Regions from separate parts of the Mus musculus genome. Here all the other regions are linked to region 1. The links are chromatin contacts, called in public promoter capture Hi-C maps. All regions are on one chromosome and are shown on one strand. Each heading gives the region's core, a stretch centred on a gene start, on an enhancer-like site or on the middle of the called end of the contact. The rest is flanking DNA. Distances are from core to core; before and after follow the strand shown.

Region 1 (3,209 bases), core at 542-3,041:
TAATAAATCTTGTTGGACGGGGTGCCACAAGCCTGTAATTCTAGCATTTGGCCGGTGGAGGCAGGAGGATCAGTAATTTAAGGCCATTCTCAGCTATGAGACTCCTCAAAAACAAAACAAAACAAAACAAAACAAAAACCCAAACCAAAACAAAGCCTTATTTCAACACTTCCTGTTGTAATTAATGTTGGTGACTTGCAGTTTGCTGCCTGACTTGAGGGTCCACACTTGTGTTGTAATCGCTACAGATTTTTAATTTTCTTGTTCTTTGAGCTCAAGATGCATCCTGCATTAGTTATTTTGCTCTCTGTTTTAAGAAAATGCAGGACAAGAAGCAATGTGAGGGAGGAAGGATTTAAACCAGCTTCCAGTTCTAGGAAGGGATGTTTACCATGATGGGGAAGGCACTGCAATAGACAGTTTTTTGAGGCAGCTCGCAGGAAGACCACACTGCCTCCACGTTCAGAAAGCAGAAGGAGACGAAAGCTCCTAACTCAGCTAGTTTTCTGCGGTCTGGGGCCACAGATGATGGAATGCTGTGGCCCACATTTAGAGTGGATCTTCCCACGTCAATTAACCTGATGTAGAAACTTCTTCACAGACACACACAGAGATTTGTTTCCAAGGTGATTCTAGATTCTGTCACGTTGACACTTTAAACCATCGCACAGCCTGTAAAGGATGCCTTAGCCCACGGGGCACAGGGAATGTTGTGTGGAGCCAAGGCTGCCAAGTCAGGAGGACATGGCTGCGGGTCATAAAACTAACTTGGCTCAGTTGGACGAAAGGGCTCAGCAATGCGAAATGATCCCACCAAGTTCCCCAGCCTGTTACTGTAGGGCTGGGAATCAGAACCTCGCGGTCATTTATGGCAGCGGGGACTCAGAGGCCCATCAGTGCAGGGGCCTAGGGAAGGCCAGTCTCCTTTGGCTGGGGAGTCTGGGGGTCCTCATCTGATTGACCCTACTCTTTTGGCCTTTCCCATGGACCAGTTCAAGTACTGAGGGCGCGGAGCTGGTTCACCCTATAGATCTGCTTCAGCTCACTCCTGCTAGGTTAGGATAAACCCTGGTCTGACCCGCCGCTATAGGTTAGGTCCACTCGCTCAGCTTAACCTCAGCTCGTTTCAGTTCGCCTTCACTTGACCGGGCATCACTCGTCTAGGACTACTATTCCGCTCGGCTTGGCCGGACTCTTCTCCCCCCAAACCCCTTCCCGGGCTGGCCTGACTCCGGGTCCGACTGGACAAGACCCCATCCCTGTGTTCCGCCTTGCCGGACCGGACCAGGATCTGCGAGGCTCACTTGCGTTCTAGTTGTCACCACTAGAGTAGGTAGCTAAGTTTGGCTCTGCTCGGCCCATCCTGCCCAGCTCTAATTCAGAACCGCTGTGTCCAGGTGCCGGGCTGGGGTAGTCTCCGCTCTTCTTAGCAGAGCCACTCTCGTCCGTCTCCGATTGGCTCAACTCCATTCCTCTCCGCTCACCGATTGGTTCGGCTCCACTCAAGTTCGCCCAGCTCTGCTCCGTCCAGCTACGCCTGACTTCTCCGGTTTCGGCCGGACCAAGCTCGGCTCCACCTATCTAGTTTCGACCCTGTTCGGCTCGGCTCTACCCACCTCGGCGCGGCCTCATTGGTCCCCGCCCTGAACCACTTAACTCCGCCCATGTTGGGTCCGTCCGCACCTGTTCCACCTCTCTGGTTTCGGCCTCTTTCGGCTAGGCTCGGCCCAACTCGTGGTAGGGGCGGGCGGCGACGCTGGAAGTGACGCGGCGAGGGGCGGGGCCGAATTGTAGCCTCCGTCACCGCCTCCGGGGCCGGGAAGCGATGTAGGTAGGACCCGCCAGACGGTCCCCAGTTCTCCTCCGCCCGCCTGCCGCGCCGCCACCGCCGCCGCCGCCATGAAGAAGCAATTCAACCGCATGAAGCAGCTGGCCAATCAGACTGTCGGCAGGCGAGTGCGCGGGTCGCGCCGGCGGGGGGCGCGCGGGGGGCGGGCCGGTCCTGCGCGCGAGGAGCCGGGGAGCGGGGAGAGCCGGGCGCGGCCCGGCCTTGGGCCCCGCGGGGCGGGGGTCTGCGCCTAGCTACGGCTTGGGCGCTGCCCATTGTCCTGGCCGGAGGAGCATCGTCCTCGGGAGACTCACGAGGGTCTTTACTCCTCCCTGTCCCCGCCAGCCGGAGCTCGCCGCCTGGTGCGAAAACTCCGTAAACTTGTGTGCCTCTCGCAGTGCCAGGCGCGCAGCTTTGGGGCCGGTGTTCTCAGGCTCTCCCCGCTGATCCGCTGTTGCAGCCTTCCTCCTAGAAGAGCTTGCTGGTCACTGGGAACCTAAGGGGTGTTAGGCTACTGTGGCTTGCCCAGTTAAGTTCAGCCCCCCTCCCCTCTGTGAAGGAATCGAGAACTGCAGTCTCAAAATCCAGGCTTTTGGGAGTTTGCTGTGAGTTCTTGAGGTCTAGAGGTTTGGAAAGCGAAAAGGATGCCTTTTCTCATCTCACCTTGGATGTGGTATTTTCTGACACTGAGTGAGTGCTTGACAAGAAACTGATTTTTTTTTTTTTTAATGAAAGAATACAGGAGGGACAGTAGATGAGTAGGCTGTAGAACAGGAACGATTTGCGGTTTTTAGAGCTTTCAGGAGGCTGTTGTCATGTGCTGTGCTATCTGGAACAAATATTTCAAGGTCTTGCAGGGCGGATAGCTTTGCCGAACCAATTTGCTGGTTATTCTGCACGAAGATAGATGGGTTTTTCACAGCTCTTGCTGTTACCCTCCTCCCTTAGCAGTTAAGGACAGTTTGGTTTGGTTGAAGCACGTGAGACACTTCTTTTTTTATGTGTACGAAAATACTTTTACTTCCTCTTGGGTTTTCTAAATTTGCTTTTTACAATGTTTCATTTCCCCCAACCTTTTGCTAAGTTTTGTTATTGAATTTCTAAAAAGAAAAATAGAAGGGAAGAAAAATCCCTCCATCATGTAATCTTGGTATCCTCTATCCAGACTCAGTCCCTGCCCCTTAAACCCACACATGCCTAGTTTTTTGTTGCGTGTAGAGTTAGAGAAAGACTAGGGTCAAGGCGAGTAATCCTAATGGCATGAACAAGAAATATGATGAGAAGTGATAATTTTCTTGTGAGTCTTGTACTCCTTGCAGATATGCATGGCAGAATCAAAACTTAGTGGCTGCCACAATGCCTTTGTTAGATTTGTTATTGA
Region 2 (3,180 bases), core at 548-3,047, 1.3 Mb after region 1:
CTCACCTTCTGCCTGCAGAGGGGCTCCTTCTTGTTTTCTTCAGCCTTTGCATCCTGCTGGGCAGCATCTTTCGGGGTGTTTACTGCTAAAACATCATTTATAGTAGAACCAACCACCATGATCTTGGCCCCACTGGTCACTTTTATTTCTCTCAAAGTCTTGTCTTCAGGAACAAGTCCTTTATACATGACCTTCTGCATGGCAGGTGGGAGACCTTGACAAAAAGTGGAAAGGAATAAGCAGGAAATGCGTGGACCATCCCCCTTCTATAACAAAACAGGAAGTGAATACTGGTCCATCAACTATCAGCTTTGTGAACTTGAAGGAGTTCAGAACACCAGGACTATTTGATTGGTAAAACTTGGTCCTTCTACATGAATGTAAGGTATTTAGAATTGTTTGATGTCTAGGTATCATTGTTTCCAAGTTATAACTCTATCTTCTATCCACTTAAATACTGAAAATTCCCAAGTGTAGGAGATACAGAAAGCCAATAAGCTTTTTACCCGATACATGGAGAAAGCTTTAAGGAAAGTATTTCAAGTAGCAAACCAAAACAAATAAAACGGCCATGTATGAATATTTATAAAGGGCCATTAGGACAGTTGATAACACTGTTTCATGAACTTCCCTTATGAAACTGATCTGTCTGCTGAAAATAAATCCGTGGCTAAATACTGGACCTGTTCAGAATCTCCTGTAAAGTTCATAAATACCGCGCCTAGCAATGACAGTCCAACATTAGTTAGAAGGGTGAGCCTTAATACTCAAGATTCAGGCTTGCATCTCACTCCACCACTTGGTGGTACCACTATCATTCTGGGCCTAATTTTCCCTCTCTGATTACTAATGGACATACAAGTACTGATTTCAGAAAACTGCAGTGAGGATAGCGGGAGTCTAGGCGCAAGAAAATCGCTAACAGTTTAGCACGACGTAAGCATCAAGAGCTAGAAGGTAGGTCGTGGGTAGAAGCAGTCGGGTGTCAGCTCCTCGAATACCTGTAATGGAGTGAATCTTCTGCTTTAGCTCGGACCCCGTGCTGTCCAGAGGGACCTTCACGTCGTGTTTGGTCTTGTTCCAGATTATCTTCAGATCCACCAGCTCCTTGCCCACACCGCCGCCCGCGTCCTCGCCGTTGCTGACCGAGGCCTGGGCCGCAGGGTCCCCAGGGGGCTGGGCCGGGGCCGGCTGCAGGTTGCCTCGCGCGTCGCAGGAGTCCTCCGCCGCTGCCCCTACGGCTGCTTCGGCCTCCACGCAGTTGAGGGGCCGTGCGGGCGCCTCGGTGGCCACAGCCTCGGCCTCCGTGTCCATGCCTGGCTCCTCCATGCCTGCAAAGGGGTTAGGGGGGTGGGTGCTCGCCACGAGCCCGGCCTGCGACGAGAACGGGCCCGGGCACCGTCGTTGCCGCGCCACGCTCCTCCCTCCGGGGCCAGGCCCGGTCCCACGACCCCGGCAGCGTCCGCAAGCTCTTCAGCCGCCGACCGACCGCCTTCCCCGCCACACTCACCATCCGGGGCTCCGGCCGCCGCCATGATGATTGTGTACAACACCCACCACGACCGCAGGGGCCGCCGGGAAGAAGCGAGCTGGCGGAGATTGGCCCCCGCACCAGCCCCTAATTTCACACAGGCTGGCCGGAAACAGGTGGAGGTTTCTATGGAGACCCGCCTCCTCCGCTTCCCGGGCCGGCCCCTGCCACGCTTTAGCATTCCCGCAGCCGGAGGGGGCGGGTCTGGGAGATCGCCTGCTCGCAGCGCTCGGTCCCCGAGCGGCGGCGCATCGCCGCCCTAGTCCAGAGGGGCGTGAGCAGCCCAGATAGGCGGCTTACGCCTTTAAGTGGCAGGGCCGCGCTCGCTGTGGCGAAAGTTGATTGGTTGGAGTGATTTTTTTCCCCCCCGCCGAGCGGAAGTGACGCGCGAAGGAGCCCACGTGTGTGTTTCTAGTCCACATGGCGGCGCCCCTCAAGAGGCTTCTGCTGGCCGAGCCGCACGTGGTGGCCCTCGGGCACCGCGTGGGGCGGCGCGAGGCCAGTCTGGGCCCAGATCCCGGGGCCCCGGTGCGAGTGCGCTTCGCTCCCAGCCCCACAGGTAATCCTAACGGACGTGACGCCGCTCGCCGCAGCCCACCTTCCCGTCCCCGCCCCCGAAAGTTCCAGAAACAGTCCCTTCCGGGGTTGTCTGCGCGACCCCGTTTTAAAGAGACGGAGGTGGAGGGCTAGGATTTGAAGTGATTGAGATTGCTAGAAGTTTCCTTGTTGTATTGTCTCTGTCCTTTCTTATTGCACGCTGTGTGCAGAGCGTATAGACTTTATGCCAAGGCCTATGCGCTATAATGCAGTGGTCATTGAAAAGTCAGGGTTCTGGCTTTGAAGAAACCGACAAATCCTAGAGTCATATGTGTCCATTTTGGCAGTGAAGCGGGATAGGGCGCCCTAGAAGGTATTGCTGAAGAGGTAACATTTGAGTTGAGAACAAGTGTCAAGAAGACCCGCTTGAAGCCTAAGAGGAAACGACATGCACAAAAGCCTGAGTTTGCTGGCAGCTTAGCAAGTCAGAAGAAAACAGAGGCCCATGTATATCTTGCTAGGAATTCTGTGTCTCCTCCCTTCCCACAAATTCCCAACCTTTAGTTCAAGCCACCTTCTACCCTGTTCACACTGAGCAACCGTTCATTCTAGGTCTAGGGTCAGCAGGAAAAGATATTTCTGAGTCTCAGCTGCACAGGAAGAACGCATTACCTCCAGGCAGGCAATGTAGATTGTGGAACTTCGATATGTGGTAGAAGCCCTGGTTCATAGTTAACTGTTGTGAATCTGTTTTTAAGACTGATATAAACGAAACTGCTAGGGAGAAAATGAGTGTCTCAAAACCGAGAGAACAAAATCATCTTTCTTTTTGTTAGTCTCAGTGATGTAAAATAGCTTATCAAATGACTGCAAGTATCTAAGTATCACAGTGTCTGTGTTTACCTATGGTCAACATGAACTGGGATACTCACCTTGTTGGAAGAAGCACTTATGCAGGCATCCAAGGCCTGGCATTTTCTGCATCTATATTTTTGTCTTTGCCAATCCCTAGATGTGTTGCTTTGGCAGAATTATTTGCTCTGTTTATGTCCCAATTTTGTGATTTGTCAAGTAGGGCTAATAATAGTGCCTGTCTGACGGGTTTGAGCCAG
Region 3 (3,015 bases), core at 171-2,670, 1.2 Mb after region 1:
AAAAACAAAAACAAAGAGAGAGAACTGGAAATGACAAATTGGAGACAGCACTATCCCATATACCCTGCTGATACAGTGACTAGCTGAAGGCATAAGGGTAACCTCCTGAAGCTGCCTGTGCCCTTTACCTTGCCATTGAGGACGATGTTCTGGCTTCCACACAAAACAGACTGGCGACTAACTTTGTTCCCAGATGCCTAAAAGCAAACAGAAATCTGGAGTGAAAAAACAGAGGATTTCTGGACTACAGTTTCCATCATGAAAGCTCACATTGAGGAGAAAATTACTTCAAATGAAGGGCAGTCTAAAAATGAATGAGGCCTGAATGTATACTGCACCCCTACTGTCCCAGCTCTGGGTGGGGTGACTGTGAATTTGGGGTTAGACTAAACTATGAAGTGAGACTCCATCACCAAACAAACAAACAAAAACAAACTGGAGAAGGAATGCACTGGGGGGGGGGGGGGAAGGCTGTGGGCACGGCTCCGTGATAAGAGCACTCAGGAACTGAATCCAATCTATCAAAAGAGCAAGGGTAGATCAGGAACTGAGAGCTCAAGAAATGAATTCAGGATCGGTATCTAATGAGCGGTCTAATGACTGATGTGCATTCAGACCCCACTTCCATATTACGGTTTCATAGCCTTCAGTGAGGAAAATTACTTTTCCATGATCACAGACACACAGAAAAAATAATGATAGTAACCCTAACGGGGGCAGTTTACATATGTTGTATTATGAGTTGACGAATAGAAACAATAACGTCTTAGCACGTAAGCAGACTGTGAAATATTATTTTTAAAAAGGGCCCGGAGTCTGAAAATGTAATTTATATACAGAATGAATAGGCTGTACTGTGTATTCCTCTGGAAGACATTATTTAACAGGAAACTCAGGCGTGTGTATATGCACACACATAGATATATATGCATAGAAACTCTCCCACATCCACACTTTCCTCCCCCGCTACACAGCACACCCACACACACGAGATGAAGGAGAAGAGAGCCTAATGCATGCATGCACCGACTAAATAACAATCAGATGAAACACGAAGCATCTCTAAGTCATCCAAGGAAGGGACTGAGGGAACGGGAACCAGTGCAGCCGGGACGGGAGGGGCGACCGTCCAGTCCTCGAGGGTCCCGTGACTGCCAGCGGCGGCAGGGTCGCCACACGCGCACCGTCTCGATGTACTCCGACTTGTTGTACAGCAGTTCGCCCAACTCCATGGCTTCCCCCTCTCTGAACCTCAGGATCCTGTCAGTAGCTCAGGCAGACGGTGATTCCAGCTACTTCCGGTTGATCGGCCACTTCCGCTATCCCCGCCCTGGACTCTCATTCGACTCTCCTCTAGTCAAGCCTGCTCGATCGCTCGGCAGTCTCCAGCTGCGCGTGCGCAGAGCGAACAGAGGTTTTAATTGGCCAGAGCGGCTAGCGCGCGGAACCTGTGTGGCTCGGCAGGAACATAGTGGGGGTGAACTAGGTCCCCGTTCTTCCCAGGGGTTCCTCTTGGCCCTAGGAAGCCCTGGCTGGGTCCCCGTGACCACAGGCCCGAGGCTGGAGACGGCTGCTCCTTGCGTTCGGCTTCCAACCCGATGGAAGAGCTTTCCGGGAAGCCCCTCAGCTATGCGGAGAAGGAAAAGGTGCCCGGGTTGCGGGAAGGGTGACCCAGGGCTTTAGGCTGGGTTTTCAAACCTAGTTCCTGTATCCGAGGCAGTGTCCTCCTACCTACAGCCTCCACGAGAAGTCACTGAGACGAGCGCGCTGCTCGGGTGGCGAAGCTTAAAATGCAGACGAGCCAAACCCATCTTCTAGTGGCACTGCATAAATATTAGGTGTAAAACTACATATAGGTAAACCTAGAGGCCCTCTTCTCTCCCACTCCACTCCGGCCCCGTCACATAAATCTTTCACGTCACGTCAACAGCCTTATATATATACATTTTCGTGTTTGTCTGTTAGGGCTTGACCTCCAAAATAGGTTTACATTGGAGAAGGGGATGGTTATAACGTGTACTCTGGTTGGTTCTGCAGCTGGTGTTCTCCATGTTTAAGACCCACGTTGGAACAAGATGAGGGGAAGAAAATAATATAAATATTACATATAATGAACAGGTGTTGTGTGTGTGCATACAAATTTAGTGTAGTAGTTAGAAGGAGCTCTCATTTCTTTCAGGCTCAGAATATTATTCTCCTGCAAGACTTAAATATTACTTCCATGTTCTTGTGCTTTCTGTGCAAAATTAGAATTCACATTAATTTGTCTTCCTATCCTGTCTTACCTTCTAAGGGTGGTAAAGATCATTTACAAATAAACAAGATAACTCCTACTTACTGATAAGATTGAGGACAAGATAACAGGTTAAGATCAGAATTACTCATGTTGTGGTGGCCCATGACCATAATTTGGTTGCTACTTAATAACTGCAGTTTGCTGCTATTATGAATCAAAATATATATGATATGAAACCTCTGTGTGTGTGGGGGGGGTGTTAAATGGAGCAGTTATAAATGGCAGCATCCTGGAGGAACTGCTTATTCTCTGTTCAGTTTGCATATCTCAAAGGAGGATGATTATATAATAGAATCTATTTGTTAGGGTTATTGTGAGTGCTAATTGAGTCATTGGACATTAAAGTCACAAAATTCCCTAGGACTAACTGAAGCACATTATGAAAGTATCTGCCATTTTTATTATTATGTGTCTGAGAATGGATGGGGACTAAAGTGACTTTAGCACAGAAGTGCTGGAGTCCCACAAAAGTGCTGGGGAATGAGGTGGGGAAAGTGCTTAAGAAAAGTTTAAGTTGTTAGTAACTTTTTTTCTTAATTTTTAATGACCAAAACAAAAACATACCTAAAAGTGAAGCCTCTGGAAAACCCACTTGCACTTCCCTGTCTTGTATCACTCCTCACACTTGACATTGGCTTCCTGCCTGGCCTTGTGTTTCAAAGCTGGGTCTCTGAATGCATCCTTGTTGACAACAGTTTTGCCCAAGGGGATATCCAGAC
Region 4 (3,158 bases), core at 258-2,757, 1.4 Mb after region 1:
ACATGTGATTTTCTTCCTCCCTTCTCTGCTTCCTCTTCTTTATATTGAATATTCATGTCCATAGTGCTGTGTTTCATAAAGACAATCTACCTAACTGTACTATGCATTTTACCCCTGTTCCCTTCTGCATATCTTCCCTCTTTCCCACCTCCACCTTCCATTCTTTTTCCTCCCGTGTCTTTCCTCTGCTCTCATGTTAGATATTCTTTTAGGTGTTTATACAATCTGGATCCAGAACTGAGAGAAAACGTGAACTTCGTCTTCTGGCTTCTTTTGCTTATTACCTTTAGCTGTATCCATTCCCCACAACACCATGTCCTCCTTTTGGGTACTGTACATATTTTTAAGTGCACATATACTCTTCTCCATGACAGACAAATATTAAGGCCATAGCAAGTCTCTGTACATTTAGAACAGAGTCATAATATGTGTTCCTGATACACGGAATTAAATTAGAAACCAACGCTAGAACATGCAGTGGTGGCTTAAGCCAGAAATCCCAGCATGTGGGAGGTTCGATCTTTGAGGCATGGGTTTGAGTTCTAGGATAGAAGAACGGAACCCGTCTTTAAAAACAACAAACAAACAACAACATCCTCACAACAACAACAACATCCTCTACTTTGCTATACTAGACAAGAGCAAAAAAAAAAAAAAAAATCGGAGAAAGAAAGGAAGAAGGAAGAAAGGTAGAAAGAAAGAAAAAACCTAACTAGTAAAGAAAATGATGGAAAATGAGTGGAAGAATTGGAGGAAAAGTAATTTTTGAAGATTATTGAAGATTACTGAAATTAGACCAGAGTTAGGGGAGACCATTATCAAATCTATAGAAATCTATGAGGAGAGATGGTCCAGCGGTTAATAGTACTGGCAGCTCTTCCAGAGGACCTGCGTTCCACTCCCAGCATTGATAACCACATGTAACATCCCACTTCCAGGAGATCTTTCATTCTCATCTGGCCTCTGCCCGCACCAGACAGGCAAGTGGGTCACACACATACAGAGGCAAAACACTCCATATAAAATAAAATAAAATTAAAAAAAAAACCAAACTGCTGCCGGGCGTGGTGGCGCACACCTTTAATCCCAGCACTCGGGAGGCAGAGGCAGGCGAATTTCTGAGTTCGAGGCCAGCCTAGTCTACAACGTGAGTTCCAGGACAGCCAGGGCTACACAGAGAAACCCTGTCTCAAAGCAAAACCAAACCAAACCAAAAAACCAAAAAACCAAAAAACCCAAACTGCTGTATGCATTTAGTGAGGACGGAAAACTAGCAACATTACTCCTACATACAGAGTTTATATTTCTCAGCTGCTCCCTTCTCAGACGTCAATCTTCTAGTCTTGAGGAAACACGCGTTTACTTAGTTTACTGCTCGACAAATAAGAGCAGAAAACGAACTGTCGTACCTGTCCGGACTGCGCGAAGCTCGCTGCTCTAACAGGAACAGTTGCTATGGTAATAGGCACCGACTTCCGGAAGAAGTACGGCGCGCGACGAGGGACATTCGGCCTCGGCGCGAGTGCGCTGACGGGGCGGCAAGTAAAGCTTGGTGGGTTTCGACGGGTGTCCCGAAGGCGGTGTCGCTCGGCGCCAACCCGGAGACCGCGCGCCATGGACTTCTCCAAGTTCCTGGCTGACGACTTCGACGTGAAGGACTGGATTAATGCGGCCTTCAGAGCCGGCCCCAAAGACGGGGCGGCGGGGAAGGCGGACGGTCACGCAGCCACCCTGGTAATGAAGCTGCAGCTGTTCATCCAGGAGGTGAACCACGCCGTGGAGGGTGAGCCACGCAGACGCCCACCCGCCCGCCCCGGCACCCGACTGCAGGACCGGGCCCAGGGGCCAAGCCTCTCCTTTGGTGGGAAAGCGAGCCCTGCAGTAGTCTGAGTTAGGTCTAGGCTTTGGTGTTCACGTCCGACGATGCCATAACATTTCCTTTAAAAACTAAAAACTAAAAACAAAAAAAAAACCCCAATAATAATAATAATAACAATCTGGGAGTGGTGGCGACCGCCGTTAATTTCCGCACTGGGGAGGTGGTGCTGGACGGTCAGGAATTCAAAGCCAGCTTCAGTTGCAAAGTGAGTTCGAGGCCGGCCTAGGCTATAGGATCGCTCTCGCCGGCTCTCGCACGCTCTTTTACTCTTCCTTCTCCTTCCCCCTTCTTATTTACAGTCTCACTCTGTCGCCTAGGTTCGCCTCAAACTCGCCTTCTGCCCCAGCTTCCCTAATTCTGGCATTACAGATATGTGCCCCCCCCCCCCAAAAAAAGCTCTTTGGGTTTGGAGTAATTGCTCAGTGGTTACTACTCTTGTAGAGAACCTAAACTTAATTCTCAGCACCCACATCAGTTGGCACACAACTACCTGTAACTCCAGTTCCATGGGATTCAGTGGCCTCCTTGGGCATAAACACTCACATGCACATACTGACACACAGACAAACATGGGTGAATGTAATTAAAAAATAAATCTTGAAAGAAGGCCTTTTGGAGGTGGTGGGGTAGATAGACTCTCATGTAACCCATACTGGCCTTGAATTTGCTCTATGATGGAGGGTGACCTTGAACTCTTGATCTTCATGCCTTTGATTCTGAAATTCTGGGATTATAGACATGTTCTGTCATGCCTGGCATAAAGAGTCACTTTTGAGAGCATTTAATAGTTAACTGGTCCTAGTATTTAGCAGTATATGAGAATGACACAAATCCATTAATATATCTTTGTAAGCTAAGGAAGATGGGCCATCCTGAATGAAGACTTTAACTGTGTGTGTGTGAGAGAGAGAGAGAGCGAGAGAGAGGAAGAAAGAGAGAATGAGAGAGAGAAGACGAGAGAGAGGGGGGGGAGAGAGAGAGAGAGAGAATGAGAGAGAAAGAGAGAATATATGTTGCTGAATCAGTGCTCCTCCTTGCTGCTTCACTGTGTTGAGGACACAGTACCACATAGATAGCCTGGGTTATGGTGCTGCAGCTTGGTTTCCAGGCATATTTTCCCCACATCTGCATGTGTGTGGGAGCAGCGAAAAAGCAGGCTAGTGCTTCTTAGTGGCTCCTGGGACCCACATCCTCGTGTTCTGAGGTGTTAAGGATGCAGCCATGGGCCCTGTCCCACACTTACCAGATAAGAGGCTAGCCGATGCTAAAACATGCTCAG

What was found. Promoter capture Hi-C pulls out the DNA fragments that hold promoters and counts their contacts. Capture Hi-C pulls out chosen DNA fragments and counts their contacts.
Region 2: a contact with region 1 is called in a promoter capture Hi-C map of liver, with 3 times the contacts expected there. The contact joins the promoter of Ubfd1 here to the promoter of Arhgap17 in region 1. A contact is called at or near these places in 11 of 39 promoter capture datasets (the 3T3-L1 cell line, the C10 cell line, the HPC-7 cell line and 7 more), 4 of 484 Hi-C or Micro-C datasets (CD4 T cells, LSK cells and regulatory T cells), 3 of 115 datasets of contacts at active chromatin or transcription factors (astrocytes, cardiomyocytes and microglia) and 2 of 9 other capture datasets (adipose tissue and liver).
Region 3: a contact with region 1 is called in a promoter capture Hi-C map of embryonic stem cells, with 2.8 times the contacts expected there. The contact joins the promoter of Palb2 here to the promoter of Arhgap17 in region 1. A contact is called at or near these places in 11 of 39 promoter capture datasets (the 3T3-L1 cell line, 3T3-L1-derived adipocytes, the C10 cell line and 7 more), 2 of 484 Hi-C or Micro-C datasets (B cells and CD8 T cells), 3 of 115 datasets of contacts at active chromatin or transcription factors (astrocytes, neural tube and pro-B cells) and 2 of 9 other capture datasets (adipose tissue and liver).
Region 4: a promoter capture Hi-C map of liver shows a contact between it and region 1, with 3 times the contacts expected there. The contact joins the promoter of Cog7 here to the promoter of Arhgap17 in region 1. A contact is called at or near these places in 2 of 484 Hi-C or Micro-C datasets (B cells and CD4 T cells), 1 of 115 datasets of contacts at active chromatin or transcription factors (astrocytes) and 2 of 9 other capture datasets (adipose tissue and liver).

Annotation. Positions count from the first base shown.
Region 1 is chr7:123,368,497-123,371,705 of GRCm38.p6, reverse strand. Arhgap17 (Rho GTPase activating protein 17) reads left to right here and starts at 1,791. Exons shown (of 20, transcript NM_144529.2): 1 at 1,791-1,952. The coding sequence starts at 1,900.
Region 2 is chr7:122,065,815-122,068,994 of GRCm38.p6, reverse strand. Ubfd1 (ubiquitin family domain containing 1) reads right to left here and starts at 1,797. Exons shown (of 7, transcript NM_138589.2): 1 at 1,511-1,797; 2 at 1,002-1,331; 3 at 6-214. The coding sequence starts at 1,712. It overlaps Ears2 (glutamyl-tRNA synthetase 2, mitochondrial), which reads left to right and starts at 1,909. Exons shown (of 9, transcript NM_026140.3): 1 at 1,909-2,090. The coding sequence starts at 1,952.
Region 3 is chr7:122,131,351-122,134,365 of GRCm38.p6, reverse strand. It overlaps Palb2 (partner and localizer of BRCA2), which reads left to right and starts at 1,420. Exons shown (of 13, transcript NM_001081238.2): 1 at 1,420-1,646. The coding sequence starts at 1,599. It overlaps Dctn5 (dynactin 5), which reads right to left and starts at 1,325. Exons shown (of 6, transcript NM_021608.3): 1 at 1,185-1,325; 2 at 129-197. The coding sequence starts at 1,232.
Region 4 is chr7:121,980,042-121,983,199 of GRCm38.p6, reverse strand. Cog7 (component of oligomeric golgi complex 7) reads left to right here and starts at 1,507. Exons shown (of 17, transcript NM_001033318.3): 1 at 1,507-1,783. The coding sequence starts at 1,615.